Linked DNA regions of Sus scrofa: region 1 is linked to region 2. A link is a contact called in public HiChIP or PLAC-seq data. All regions are on one chromosome and are shown on one strand. Each heading gives the region's core, a stretch centred on a gene start, on an enhancer-like site or on the middle of the called end of the contact. The rest is flanking DNA. Distances are from core to core; before and after follow the strand shown. Region 1 overlaps MIP (lens fiber major intrinsic protein). Region 2 holds the start of CS (citrate synthase).

Region 1 (7,035 bases), core at 3,605-6,104, 87 kb after region 2:
CCCACCCCCCAAAAAACACCCACACAATTACCATACATTCTATTTTCAGTATTTAAACACCAAAAAACCAAAATAACTAAGAAGGACAAAAATCCCAGCATAAAGTACAGCCCTTTAAATTTAATAATTTTGATTTTATGAAAAACTGATTACATTGTATTTTCATATTTCATCATGAACAGATGAGAACTTTGTCAAACGACTTAGACAAAGCAGGCCTGGACATTTAAAAGGGATGTTAGTTATTTTTTCCCACTCAACTCAATACTAAGCAGTTGAGATGGAGCAATAATTATCTGAAATTAATACTTGTGGGCCTCCAAATGTAAGAACCAAAGGAAAACAAAGGATAAAAATATTAAATAAACTTGCAATTCAAAATAAAAAATTAACTCACTTCTTGAAAACAAATTTAAACCAAACAAAAAAGTCTGCCCCAAACCAACCCTGCTTCAAGAATCAGCTTTGAGAATCACTAGTATGAACAGAATGATGCTTAGCGTTTGCATACCAGTTATGTCCAGTTCTTAGTTGGTGATCTTGAGCAGGTGGCTTAACCTAAACCTCAGTTTCCCTATCGGTACACAAAGAAAAAAATAAGTGTAGAAGTTCAAATGAGATCATGGAAATCAGGGCTACTTAGTGTCATGTGTGGACCAGTGGACCACAGCTGGTCCCAAACTGTTAGCAGTCTGCATCAAGATAAGTACAGAAACAGGAGTTCCTGTCATGGCTCAGTGGTCAGTGAATCCAACTAGGAACCATGAGGTTGTGGGTTCGATCCCTGGCCTCACTCAGTGGATTAAGGATCTGGTTGCCGTAATCTGTGTAGGCCAGAGGCAACAGCTTGATTCAACCCCTAGCCTGGGAAACTCCATGTGTTGCAGGTACAGCCCTAGAAAAGACAAAAAAAAAAAAAAAAAAAAGACAAAAATAATAAATAAACAAAATAAAAAAGATAAGTACAGAAGCTAAACATATGCATTTAGAACATCTTATAGCAATTTAACAGAGTTGATGTTTGCTGAATCTAACTGTAGAAATGCCTATCTTTTGTACTTTTTCCATGTTTTCTTTTCCTAGTAATTTAATTATTTTTTTTCTTTTTGTTTTTTAGGGCCGCACTCGCGGCATATAGTGGTTCCCAGGCTAGGGTCGAATTGGAGCTGTTGCCGCCAGCCTACACCAGAGCCACAGCAACGCTAATTTTTCTTTTTTTTTTTTTTTTTTTTTTTTTGTCTTTTTGCTATTTCTTGGGCCGCTCCCGCGGCATATGGAGGTTCCCAGGCTAGGGGTCTAATCGGAGCTGTGGCCACTGGCCTACGCCAGAGCCACAGCAACGCGGGATCCAAGCCACGTCTGCAACCTACACCACAGCTCACGGCAACGCCGGATCATTAACCCACTGAGCAGGGGCAGGGACCGAACCCGCAACCTCATGGTTCCTAGTCGGATTCGTTAACCACTGCGCCACGACAGGAACTCCGCTAATTTTTCTAATAATACTATTCTACTACTTCTATTATCTTACAGAAATTTTTTTTTTTCTTTTTAAGACTGCACCTGCGGCGTATGGATGTTCCTGGGTCGAATCGGAGCTGCAGCTGCCAGTCTAGGCCACAGCCACAGCAACGAGGGATCCGAACCGCATCTGTGACCTGAGCAACACCCATCTTTAACCCGCTGAGCGAGGCCAGGGATCAAACCCCCATCCTCACTGGACACTATGTCAGGTTCTTAACTCGCTGGGCCACAACGAGCACTCCACAGAACTGTTTTTAGAAAAGTACTTTATATGTCAATTATATTCCAATAAAGCTAGGAGACAGAAAGAAAAGTACTGATCTACAAAAGCCTGGAGTAAAAAACCCTACTTGTAACCTTCACCAAGAAAGTTTGAGAAGCACTGATATTAAACTGAATGCTGAGCACAAAAGAATCCTCAAAAACTTCATTTCCTCTCTACCCCTCTTGGACTCTAGAGTCAGTCACTAAGTGCTTACGAAGAGCCTTCCTGGCAAAAGATAGTGCAGTGGCTAAAACCCACCTAAGAAAGAAGAAATAATATAAAAGACAAGTCAGTACAAGCTCTAGTTAAGTGATATTGAAAAAAAAAAATTCTGAAAAACTAGGGTTCTTTTTAGGTGAAAGTGGCCAAGGAGGTTTTTGTCAGAGGAAGTGTGATGAGAACTGGATCTCTGAGGGCTGCACAGGATTCAGGCAGCTGGGAGGAGGGGGGTACTTTAGGCAGAGAATTGCCAGAGCAAAAGCGGAGAGGAAGCCACTATGAACAGAGGAGCCTTAACAGGAAAGCAATGGAAAAAGAGGGTTGGAACTGGCTTTATGGAAGAACTTGGTGTTTGCCTATCAATTCAAGGATTTAGAAGACAAACCTGGGACTAATAAACAGTATGATCAAACTGGGGTGGCACAAGCTGGAGCACAGATCCCATCACTGTACTACTACATGTCACCCTCTCTGAGGTCTCAATCTCTTTCCCTCTCACTGAGTTCACTCTACAAAAGATCCAAACCTCAGATAAATGCAGCCCTTTGCCTTCTAGACTCTCAGATTCAAATCTAGACTCAGATTTGCAAGAGGAAACCCAACAACTCTGCCCAAATGGTGCTTCCTCCTGATTTTTCCAGAAGCTACCTCTCTTTTGTGTCTACTTTGTGCCATAAACAGACTTCCATCATGGCATTTACAGCTCATGTTGTGCAAAATACCAAGCAGACTGTTTAAAATGTCTGTGTCCCTCCACACTAGACTTCGATTCCCTGAAGGCAGGAATGTTTATTATTTGCCTTTGAATTTTCAGAGCCTAGTGACTGAATCAGAATTTACAGGGAGTGGAGCTTGGACAAGAGTGTTTTGACAATGCTCTCTGGGTGATTTTTAACTCAATCCCTATTAACTGCACTAAGATTTTATTTTATTTTATTTTATTTTTTTATTTTTTTGGGGGGGGGGTCTTTTTGCCATTTCTTGGGCCACTCCCGTGGCATATGGAGGTTCCCAGGCTAGGGGTCTAATCGGAGCTGTAGCCGCCAGCCTACGCCGAGCCACAGCAACGCGGGATCCGAGCCGCATCTGCGACCTACACAACTCACGGCAACGCGGGATCATTAACCCACTGAGCAAGGGCAGGGACCAAACCCGCAACCTCATGGTTCCTAGTCGGATTCGTTAACCACTGCGCCACGACACGAACTCCTGCACTAAGATTTTAACTCTTGGAGATCTGAGATCAGGAATCACTGTAACCAGCACAACATTAAATGTTCAATTAATGCTTTCTAAGCTGGAGGAGACTGGTCTCCAAGTTAAGGGAGGAATGGTTAGGGCTGGAGATTTGGAGACACCAGGATGTAAGATGATATGTCAAGCTGTAAAGCAGCGAGAGTTTTGGGTGAGAGGAGTAAGGAAGCCAGGGCAGACTTTGTCATCCCGTAACTGCAGAGGACTCATTTACATGCGTTCTTCCTCCCAGTTCCAGTTCCTAACAGAACTCTGTTCTATTCATTTCTCTCCACCCGTGAGCACAGTGCACACACAGTTCATGGTGGGAGCTCAGTAACCTTTTGGCTGTATAAGTGCCACTGATAATAGAGAGGTAAAATACATCAGGGACACAAAGAAAAAAGTGATTACTTTGGCCTAGGATGTCTGGAAATAGAGGTTTTCAGAGGTACAATTCAGCTCAATCCTGAAAATGAAGTTCATTTGGCAGAAGGAGCAGCAGGAGCAGCAGGAGCATAGGTACTGAGGCATGAAAGAGCACAATTTTCTGAGGGCTGTGAGTATAAAGGGCATGAGACAGGAAAACATAGAAAAAAAAATGAGCTGAGAGGATCAGGGCCAGACTGCCAAAGACCCTGGACACCCACTAAGGATTTAAACCTGACTGTGGGTGGCCAGAGAGGAGTTTTAAATTTAATTTGAAATGTCCAGATTGACTTTTATAAAGGTAATTATGTAATGGCAGCACAAGGGCCGAGTAAAGAACTGAGTGGCTTCAGGGATGGAACTTAATGGCTGATGGGCCAGCGAGGGAAAGGAGGGAAGGGAATGAGAAATTCATTTCATAAAAACTCAAGATTTAAGTCAAGCGACCAGTGAATTCTGGCTCCAAGCTGCCCACCTGGCTTTTTTTCCAGGTCTTAACTGGACAAGGAGTTCCAAAGTGGAAATGCCCGGGAAGCTCCTGTCTTACTTCAGGGGTTCCAAGCCCCTTCGCATCACAGCCCCACCCCGCGTGAGGGCAAAGCAGTGCTGAGTGGCACGAGGAGAATAAGGGGCCATCCCAGGTAAGTTGGAAACAGTGCTGCACCTACCTAGAACGCCGGGTGGGGAATTGCGCGTGCGCACCTAAAGCGCGCGTCCCGCCCCCTGCTTTTAAACTGGGTGGCAAGAAAGGGAACTCCGCTCCTCCCAGGAGTGCCCCCACGGCTCGAAGGGACGCAAGCTGCTTAGAGCCCTCTCGCCCACACCGTCACTCACCCGCTCCCCGCCGGTCTTCAAGATCCCCGCGGAACCAGAGCCCCTCACGCGCAGGGCAGTACGTTTCCCGCCACCCGGGAGCGCCAGACCAGCCCCCCGCCTACGTAGGGAGGGGGCGGGGCGAACAGGACTGGTCCATGTGACCCCGAGCGGGCGGGGGGGGTGAATGTTGGTGATGAATTAAGAAAAAGGGAAGCGAGTACAAGTAATGTTTTATCTGAGTCGGTCCCTTAAATTGAGCCAAAACTCACAGCGCAGTGGATTTCCTGCTGAATGAAAATAATTGGGATCTAAGTCCGAGGAGAGGTGAATGTGCAGACATTCTTCCCCTTCTCCTAGTCAAGTGGATTATTCCAAAGTCTTACCCACGATTAGTTAGAAAAGGTAGGCTTTATTTGTGAGGAATTGGAGAGTTGAGCTAGGCGGGAAAGTGGTCTTTTGCTGGGCTGGGGTGTCTGTCTTACTACAGGTATAGGTTTAAAGCTTGCGAAGCATGCAGGAGGCTTCAAAATGGAAGAGGTTAACATAAGTACTCATCATTAGGATCATTAGGTCAGGGTCTCCTCTGGCCCCTGTTGAGATGAGTATTTTCCCATCAACAGAAGATAGGGATCAAACGGTGTCTCTTGAATTATTAAGAGTTGGATAGAAAGAATCAATTTCTGGGACATGTGTAGAGTTAGAAGAGATTTGCTGAAGATGAGAAGGACAGATGAGAGAAAAGTGAAAGGACAAACACAGAAAAGGAAAATAAAGACGACTTTAGAACTGGTGATAAAAGCGGAAAGATGCCATTTGAAGAGTGTTTTGGTCTGCTGTAAATTAAAACTCTTGAGGGTCAAATTCTCTCCCACCACTTCCCCCTACCTCTGCCTTTGCTCCAGGCATCAGATTTCCTGTTTTGGCCTAAGGGAGCTCTTCTGGGCTTAAATATCATCTGCCTGGAGGCCACACAGGGAGGATAGCTACTTAATTTTTCCAGATTCTAGGTTCACCCACCCTTTATTCAGCTGGGGAGCTCAATGGCCCAGGGCCTCCAAGAGATCCATCCTGCCAGAATGAAAACAAAACCCAGCCAAGTGGTGTAGACAGGTTGATGTGGATTTACAGAACAATTCAAACTCCAGTGTTCGCTTTTCTCAGAGCTACTTCCCCACCCAAGTCCCTGGGGCAAGCATCCCTGAGATAAGTAAGCTACACTCTCCTGTTAACTTCTCCAAAACTTTTTGGTACAACTGCATCCTGATCTGGGGTGGACACCTCCATTTCCTCTCCAACTTTCAGCTGCTTCTCCCAACCCTTGGAATGCCTCAGTCTCCTGCACTTCTCTCTCCACCTGCCTCCTCTAAGGAGTAACTAACTGCTTCCCTGCTCCCTCAGAAACCCAGAGCCATACACTTGACTGGCACTATGGTAAAGGCCGTAAGGTCTTGGTGTCCTGTACTTACCACACCAGGTTGGGAGAGGAAGGTGTAGGATGACACCTCTTTTCCCTTCCCTACCTCTCACGCCATGCCCCCAAACTCAGACATAGCCATGTTCACTCACAGTCATACAAACAACCATGCACGCACAGCGGCGAAGAGAGGTGGGATGGGGAGGAAGGGAAGTTTGCACCAACCAGCTCATGAATGCAACTTGAAAGATTTCACACGGCAAAAGGCAAAAAAACACACACACATAAATTTAAAAATAAAGAAGTACATGCCCCTCCCACAGTCTCTTTCTTCATCCAGGCCCCTCCATGTAAACCCAGAAGATTCCTACTCCTTCTGATCCAGCTGGAGCTTTTACAGTGCCTGGGTCTTCAGTTCAACAGGTTCCCCTGTGCCCTCTGGTTGTCCATTGGAGTCACTGGGCCTGGCACCCTTGAGAATAGACAGTCTCTCAGAAACACTCTTGAGCCGGGGGAAGAGGAGAAAGTCGTAAAGGAGACTGCCCAGGCCCGCGCCAATGATTGGGCCCACCCAGTACACCTGTTAGAAGAGGAAAGGGATAATCAGTTTTGGGGAGGCAACCCAAGAGCAAGGCTGCTCTTTTTCCAATCTCACTGCTGAAAAACAAACATCCTGCACTTGGCACATACAATTGGGCACTATTTAAGCAGAAATCAGTGTCTGTTTATTTGTGGTTTTTTGGGTTTTTTTGGGGGGGGGCACACCCACAAACCCGAGTGCAGTTGCAGTGGCAAAGCCGGATCCTTAACCCACTGAGCGAGGCCAGGGATGGAAACTGCAACCTCATGGTTACTAGTCGAATTCGTTTACACTGTGCCACAAAGGGAACTCCAAAAGTTTCTTTTTAATTGTGGTAAGATACACATAACATAAAATTTACCATCTTGGGAGTTCCCGTCGTGGCTCAGTGAAAATGAATCTGACTAGTATCATGAGGACATGGGTTCGATCTCTGGCCTCACTCAGGGGGTTAAGGGTCTGGCATTGCCGTGAGCTGTGGTGTAAGTCGAAGATGCAGCTCGGATCTGGCATTGCTGTGGCTGTGGTGCAGGCCAGCTGCTACAGTTCCGATTG
Region 2 (7,109 bases), core at 4,565-7,064:
ACAGCCAAAAAAACCCACAAAAACCCCCAGAGTTCCTGTTGTGGCTCAGCGGAAACAAATCCGACTAGGAACTATGAGGTTGCAGGCTCGATCCCTGACCTCACTCAGTGGGTTGAGGATCCGGTGTTGCCGTGAGCTATGGTATAGGTTGCAGAAGAGGCTTGGATACCGCACTGCTGTGGCTCTCGCGTAGGCCAGCAGCAACAGCTTCGATTAGACCCCTACCCTGGAAATCTCCATATGCCACAGGCACAGCCCTAAAAGGACAAAAAAAGACAAAAAAAAAAAAAAAAACAACAACAACAAAAAAAAAACCCCAAAGCATATAGGATTTGTCACCATACTACTGTCTCAGGAACTAGAAACTGTTCCCTCACTTCTACTAGTTCTTACAATGTTTTGTTTCAGAGACTTAAAAGACTCTTTTCCTAGAGCATTTGGAGAAAAAAAAAAAAAAATGCCTAGGAAGTCAAAACTTTTTTTTTCTTTTTAGGGCCATACTAGTGACATATGGAAGTTCTCAGGCCAGGGGTGGAATCGGAGTTATAGCCACCAGCCTATGACACTGCCACATGGGATCTGAGCCTCATCTGTGACCTACATCACAGCTCATGGCAACGCCAGATATTTAATTCACTGAGTGAGGCCAGGGATCAAACCTGAATCCTCATGGATACTAGCTGCATTTGCTTCCGCTGTGCCACAATGGGAACTCCAGGAAGAGAAATCTTGAGAAAATAGCCTAAAGTGGACTATTGCTTAGAAGAGCTACTTTTGAAATCATTTAAAAATTAACCAGTAGGAGTTCCCGTCGTGGCGCAGTGGTTAACGAATCCGACTAGGAACCATGAGGTTGCGGGTTCGGTCCCTGCCCTTGCTCAGTGGGTTAACGATCCGGTGTTGCCGTGACCTGTGGTGTAGGTTGCAGACGCGGCTCGGATCCCGCGTTGCTGTGGCTCTGGCGTAGGCCGGTGGCTACAGCTCCGATTCAACCCCTAGCCTGGGAACCTCCATATGCCGCGGGAGCGGCCCAAGAGATAGCAACAACAACAACAACAACAACAACAGACAAAAAGACAAAAGACAAAAAAAAAAAAAAAAAAAAAAAAAAAAAATTAACCAGTAGGAGTTCCCATCGTGGCTCAGTGGTTAACAAATCTGACTAGGAACCATGAGGTTTCGGGTTTGATCCCTGGCCTTGCTCAGTGGGTTAACGGATCTGGCATTGCCGTGAGCTGTGGTGTAGGTTGCAGACTTGGCTCAGATCCTGTGTTGCTGTGTGGCTCTGGCATAGGCCAGCAGCTGTAGCTCTGATTCTATCCCTAGCCTGGGAACCTCCATATGCCACAAGTGTAGCCCTAGCAAAGACCAAAAAAAAAAAAAAAAAAAAAAAAAAAAAGATAATAATAAAAATAACCAGTAATGGGAGTTCCTGTTGTGGTGCAGCAGAAACGAATCCGATTAGGAAACATGAGGTGTTGGGTTCAATCCCTGGCCTCGATCAGTGGGTTAAGGACCTGGCGGTGGTGAGCTGTGGTGTAGGCCAGAAGCTACAGCTCTGATTAGACCCCTAGCCTTGGAACCTCCATATGCCGCACGTGCAGCCCTGAAAAGACAAAAGGCCAAAAACAAACAAACAAACAAAAAAAACCCCCACAGTAATGGATGGAACATGATGGAATATGCAAAGAATGTATATGTATATATGACTGGGTCACTTCGCTGTTAGCAGAAATTGGCACAACACTGTAAATCAACTATAATTTTATTTTTTATTATTATTTTTTTGGTCTTTTGTCTTTTAGGGCTGCACGTGTGGCATATGGAGGTTCCAAGGCTAGTGGTCTAATCGGAGCTGTAGTTGCCAGACTACGCCACAGCCATGCCAGATCCTTAACCCACTGAGCAAGGCCAGGATTGAACCCACCACCTCATGGTTCCTAGTCGGATTCATTTCCACTGTGCCACGATAGGAACTCCATAATTTTTTTAAAAATTTAAAAAAAGGGCTCCAACACTCAAAGTTTCATATACATTAAATATAGTTGTCAAAAGGACTGAATGTTGGTTTACTGGCTCAAGAGTCGGGGATCACCAAACATCTCAGCCAACAGAGGCACCTGAAAAAATACAAGTTCCAGATCTCATCCCACCTTCACTGAATCAAAATTTGAAGGAGGATTTGCAAATGTGCAACGTTAACAAGCACCCCAAGTGGTGATGCCCACTGTGAACTTACAGACCTTTTTAAAGGATAAGATGTTAAAAGAAATATAGCAGTTAGGGTAGTTGAGGGAAGAACTGAAAGAGATCCTAAGATCTACTGCTAAAGTTGCCTCACTACTGTTTTAAATTTCACTCAAATCCTACTCAACTCTTTCACATAAGGCACTGAAAACAGGGCAGAAGGAATTACTCTGTGGCTTTAGGGAAATCCACCAAGTCTGCTTTCCTGCCTTCTGCCCACCTGGATTTCAGAATGAGGAATGCCAGCCTTCCCTCCTCTGATTATCTATTTCACCACTACTCACCTCGATGCCTCCCCACACCCATGCATTCACCTGCTACCAATCTAAAGACCACTAGGAAGAACAAATGCAATCATACCAACACTATAAAGCACATGATGAGGCTTTATTCTCCACTTTTCATCTTTGGTCCATCTAGTAGGCATCAAGAAATCGCCATTACTTTGGGTAGGCTGATAAAGTGAAGGCAAGTGCTTGAAAAAGATGAATGATTTGATTGCTTGCTCTTAAAAGTTTGGGGCTCTAAGCCTAACATTTCACAGGACAAAACTGACTCAGTTTTTTTTGTTGTTGTTGTTGTTTTGTTTTTGTCTTTGTAGGGCTGCACCCCACGGTATTTGGAGGTTCCCAGGCTAGGGGTCTAATCAGACCTACAGATGCCGGCCTACACCACAACCACAGCAACACGAGAACTGAGCTGTGTCTGTGACCTACACCACAGCTCACGGCAACATTGGATCCTTAACTCACTGAGTGAGGCCAGGGATTGAACCTGCAACCTCATGGTTCATAGTTGGATTTGTTTCCGCTGTACCACAACAGAAATTCCATGACTCAGTTTTGTTGAACCCAATTTCAGACTAGGATTTATGTAAGAGGTGTTCAGCAGTGGTGTAGGTCTACTGTAAAGGAATCATGAGTATCAATTTAAATGTCATGAAAAAGTCTAGAAATAATCTAAAAACACTTTTGGATTGATTTACTCAGTTACCAAACATCCTAGCTCAGAGGAACAAATCTCAATGGTACAAGCAGCAACTAAGGTTGGTAAAGTCACTCTGGCATTAAGACTCCAAAAGTTGGAGTTCCCGTCGTGGTGCAGTGGTTAACGAATCCAACTAGGAACCATGAGGTTGCGGGTTCGATCCCTGCCCTTGCTCAGTGGGTTAAGGATCCGGCATTGTTGTGAGCTGTGGTGTAGGTCGAAGATGCGGCTCGGATCCGGAGTTGCTGTGGCTCTGGTGTAGACCGGCAGCTGTAGCTCTAATTTGACCCCTAGCCTGGGAACCTCCATATGCTGCAGGAGTGGCCCTAGAAAAGGCAAAAAGACAAAAAAAAAATAAATAAATAAATAAAAAGAATCCAGAAGTTAACTGATGGCCCTACTCTAATTCCCAACCTAAATCACCTATGAAAAGACAGTATTTACAGCACAAAGCTAAGACACCCACATGTAATTCTAAAGCCACTGCCTGGTAGAAATTCATTCAAATAAACAAGAAGTCAAATAATTTAAGGCTCTGAAGAGGTGGTCTCTCCAACTCAAATGTTGATTAAATTACCTGACGGGGGTAGGGTGGAATGACAAAACAATGACTGGCATTTGCGTCTGCTAGTGAGATTAAAAAAATTTCTCAGAAAAAGTGAAACCACACCTAACCCTGAGAATTAAAGTGGGCAGAGGTCAGTTTTCTGGGGTTAAAAGACTATTTTTGCCTTCTAAAGCCTACCTTAATAGCAAAAGTAAAACTGAGTACCAATTAAGCCACAGGATAATCTGCAAAGCTCAGGCAGGAGCTGGCAATGCTGACAAAGTGAAAGGCTTTTTGATATCCTGGCTATACTGCTTAGATCTCAGGAAATTTCCACTCCTCAGACTATTGGGCTTTGTTAATTTTAAGGGTCAAAAGCCTTCTAGTGGCTTCCAATATACAGGTTTCTGGAATCCTTAGGTGCATCTTTAACAGGAAAGTAAACAAAACAATAATGACACTATAATTAGGTAACCTGGTCAACCCAAAAGCTTTCGGAGTTTCTCCAGAGGCTTAGGAGACAAAATAAATTCAAATCTAAATTCTAAAAGCTTTTTCAAACTCACCCTAGGGTTAGACAATCTGGTCTGGGTTAGCAGCTCTGGAATGAGCTAATTATAGTGTCCTGTATTCTGCCAAAACACTATCTAGAACTTGCTTCATTTCCCAAGAGGCTTCCTTACCCTGTTCTCTGGCAGTGGGAGAACTACTGTCAAATAAGACATGTATCTCCCAAATGATCAGCCTCCACTCTGCTGCTGAGTGCCTGAAAGAACCCCAGTGTAAATCCTATAGGCCTCACCTTGTCTGCCAGCCATGCAAGATAACACACAGTAAGCCAACACCATTCTAAAGTTTTCCTTTCCTTCCCTTCAGGTGCTGGCAGCTTTAATCTGTCTGCAAAAGAGAAAGTATAAGTTCTTTGCAGGAGTCAAGGTCACTTGTGGAACTGTCCCTCCTTGGATTAGAAGGCTGGGACTCCCCTCAGCACAGCAGTTTCTCTGTTTAAAGGGTCAAGTTACCCAGCGACAAAAGTAATTTTGGCAATATGAAATTGAAAGCACCATTACCTGCAACAATACTCCTATGGTCCCAGGGGTAGCAAAAGTCAAGTAAAAGACCCCACAGAATAAGAAGAACCTCTCCTAGGTAGAGCGAACTAATAACAAAACCTGAGTGAGTAAGTAGGAGGACCAGTCATGTAACCTTGGAATTACTATCTTCTGCCCTGGATCTTCACTTAGCCTGCAGTTTGGGCAAATAACTTTTCCGGTTCTTTCTCCAATCATATGTGATAATCATGAAGAAGGTTTTACACAGGCGCTCCACCCACCCAAGCTCCTCCTACATAAAAAGTACAAGAGTTCCAAGGACAAAGAGGACCCAGGGTCGCATTCCTCTAGCAAGGACTGCTACGGCTTGATCACTAAAGTAACTGGGTGGAAAAATGCAAGCAGGCAGTTCAGAAACTGACAAGGCCCTTTCTACAAAGCAGAAGCCGAAATTAGCTACTGCTCCAGCTTTGGTCCAGGGATAGAGTGAGCACACTTGCTCACCCCTGCCGCTTGTCTTACCGCGGCCACTTGTCTTACCCCGCCCCCTCCTCCAAACAGGCTCTTTTCCTAACTCCAATGGAACACAACACCTATGTTCTGCATTAGCGGCTCCTTTTTCCAAGGCCAAGCATCCGCCCGCACCCCCGACCCCGCCGCTCCAGACATGCGAGGTGACAGTAGGGTCCGGCCTCCCCACCCACCCAAGACCGCAAGCCGGGCGAGTAGCACTCCTTTCACCCCAGGGGCCGGAAGGCCAGCGAAGCACATGGCCCTGGGAGCTCCAGGCAGGGCTGGCGGCCAGCCAAGCGCAGGGTGCCTTTAAGACGCGCTGGAGTGCGTCTGGGTAGGGGAGGGAGACCCCGGAGCTTGAGGGCCTGCAGTCTCCTCAGCCCCACCCCAGGACGGCGCGCTCCCTCCCTTAGTTACTCACCTTGGCTCCGAAGAGCCGGGCGGCCGCAGTGAGTAAGGCCATGGCAGGCGAATTCGGAGATCTGGCGGGGAGGGAAGGAGGGAAGAGAAATGCGGCAGGAACGGGAGCTGCCGCCGCCGCTGCCCCAGAAGCCGCGCTGGCTTGGGGGGGGGACAAGGTTGAAAGGAGGCTGCTGAGGGAAAGGGTAGACGAGCCGGCGGCGGCGCCCAGCCCGGGGTCCTCAAGGAAGCCCCGCCTACCGCCCGGAACCCGCTCCCGCCCCCTCTCAAGGGCTTGCTCCGGGCTCGGCCATTGGTCCGGCCTGCGTGGGGGGCGGGCCCTAAGCCGTTGACAGCAGTTGTGATGGGGAGGATTGGACCGTCCGAGGTAGGCTAATTAAGGGTGTAAGGGCGGGGGGAAGCGTATAGGTGGCTAAGTATGTGCCTGAGACCCCAGTTAACTTCCTTCTTAGGCTTTCTCCTTAACCCTTATCCACAGTTGGGGTTAATTCTGAGATGGCTTTTAGTGAAAAAGCGCTAAGGACTTCGATTTTTAAAGGTCCTCGGAAGTCAACCCCTTAATACACTATCAATGCAAGTGGTCCTACTTCTTTGGCATGCTATCTTGAACAGTGTCTTTGGTCAATGACTTAATGGCCATAGAGGTGATACAATGTGGACAGAGGCAGTGATGTTAGAGTTAGCTACTTGGTGGAGGTCATTTGAGGCAAGCGGAAGCCATGGCATTGTAGATACCAACAGACCCCAGAATGTGGAGAAGGAAAGCTGAGGTAGGTCCCTGAATATCCAGTGGTTTTTGCGGACTCTCAGTTTTGTGTCTAGTGCCAAGAAATCCAAATCTTACTAGGCCCCCTTAATATGAAGGCTTCCGGTGCAGGTCAGGCCCTCTGGGTACAGATCATTAGTTTCAGTGCCACTCCAGTCACATAACCCCACACAGCCAGTCCACCCCACATCTATCTAGCTGAAAGATGAGCTTGGAGTTCCCACTGTAGCTCAGTGGGTTAAGAACCTGACATAGTGTCCATGAGGATGCAGGTTTATCCCCGGCTCGCTCAGTGGGTTAAGGATCTGGCACTGCCTCAAGCTGTGGGGAAGTTCACAGATGAGAGAAGCTCAGATCCAACATTGCTGTGGCCAGCAGCTGCAGTTCTGATTCCACCCCTAGCCCAGGAACTTCCATAACCCACAGGTGTGACTATAAAAAAAAAAGTTGAGGCGTCAAAAACCAACCCGCAACAAAAATCACCTCACCCCCCCCCCTTTGGCCAAGGCCTGCAGCCTGATTTCCTGGGCCAGGGATGAACACGTGCCACAGCAGTGACAAACTGGATCTTTATTCT

The links. HiChIP or PLAC-seq counts read pairs in DNA pulled down with a chosen protein or histone mark.
Region 1: an H3K27ac HiChIP or PLAC-seq map of alveolar macrophages shows a contact between it and region 2. The contact joins the enhancer-like site here to the promoter of CS in region 2. A contact is called at or near these places in 3 of 47 Hi-C or Micro-C datasets (blood, retroperitoneal adipose tissue and subcutaneous adipose tissue) and 1 of 2 datasets of contacts at active chromatin or transcription factors (alveolar macrophages).

The regions. Positions count from the first base shown.
Region 1 is chr5:21,782,942-21,789,976 of Sscrofa11.1, forward strand. It overlaps MIP (lens fiber major intrinsic protein), which reads right to left. Exons shown (of 6, transcript XM_021092895.1): 6 at 6,099-6,480. The coding sequence ends at 6,295. Among named protein-coding and RNA genes, the nearest start is that of SPRYD4, 18 kb to the right of the region's middle. Within about 2 kb of position 4,855, at least 62 of the 83 cell types and tissues checked have an H3K27ac peak or open chromatin away from gene starts, as enhancers often do. A contact at or near this core is called in alveolar macrophages, retroperitoneal adipose tissue and subcutaneous adipose tissue, where this site is marked.
Region 2 is chr5:21,694,749-21,701,857 of Sscrofa11.1, forward strand. It overlaps CS (citrate synthase), which reads right to left and starts at 5,815. Exons shown (of 11, transcript NM_214276.1): 1 at 5,768-5,815. The coding sequence starts at 5,809.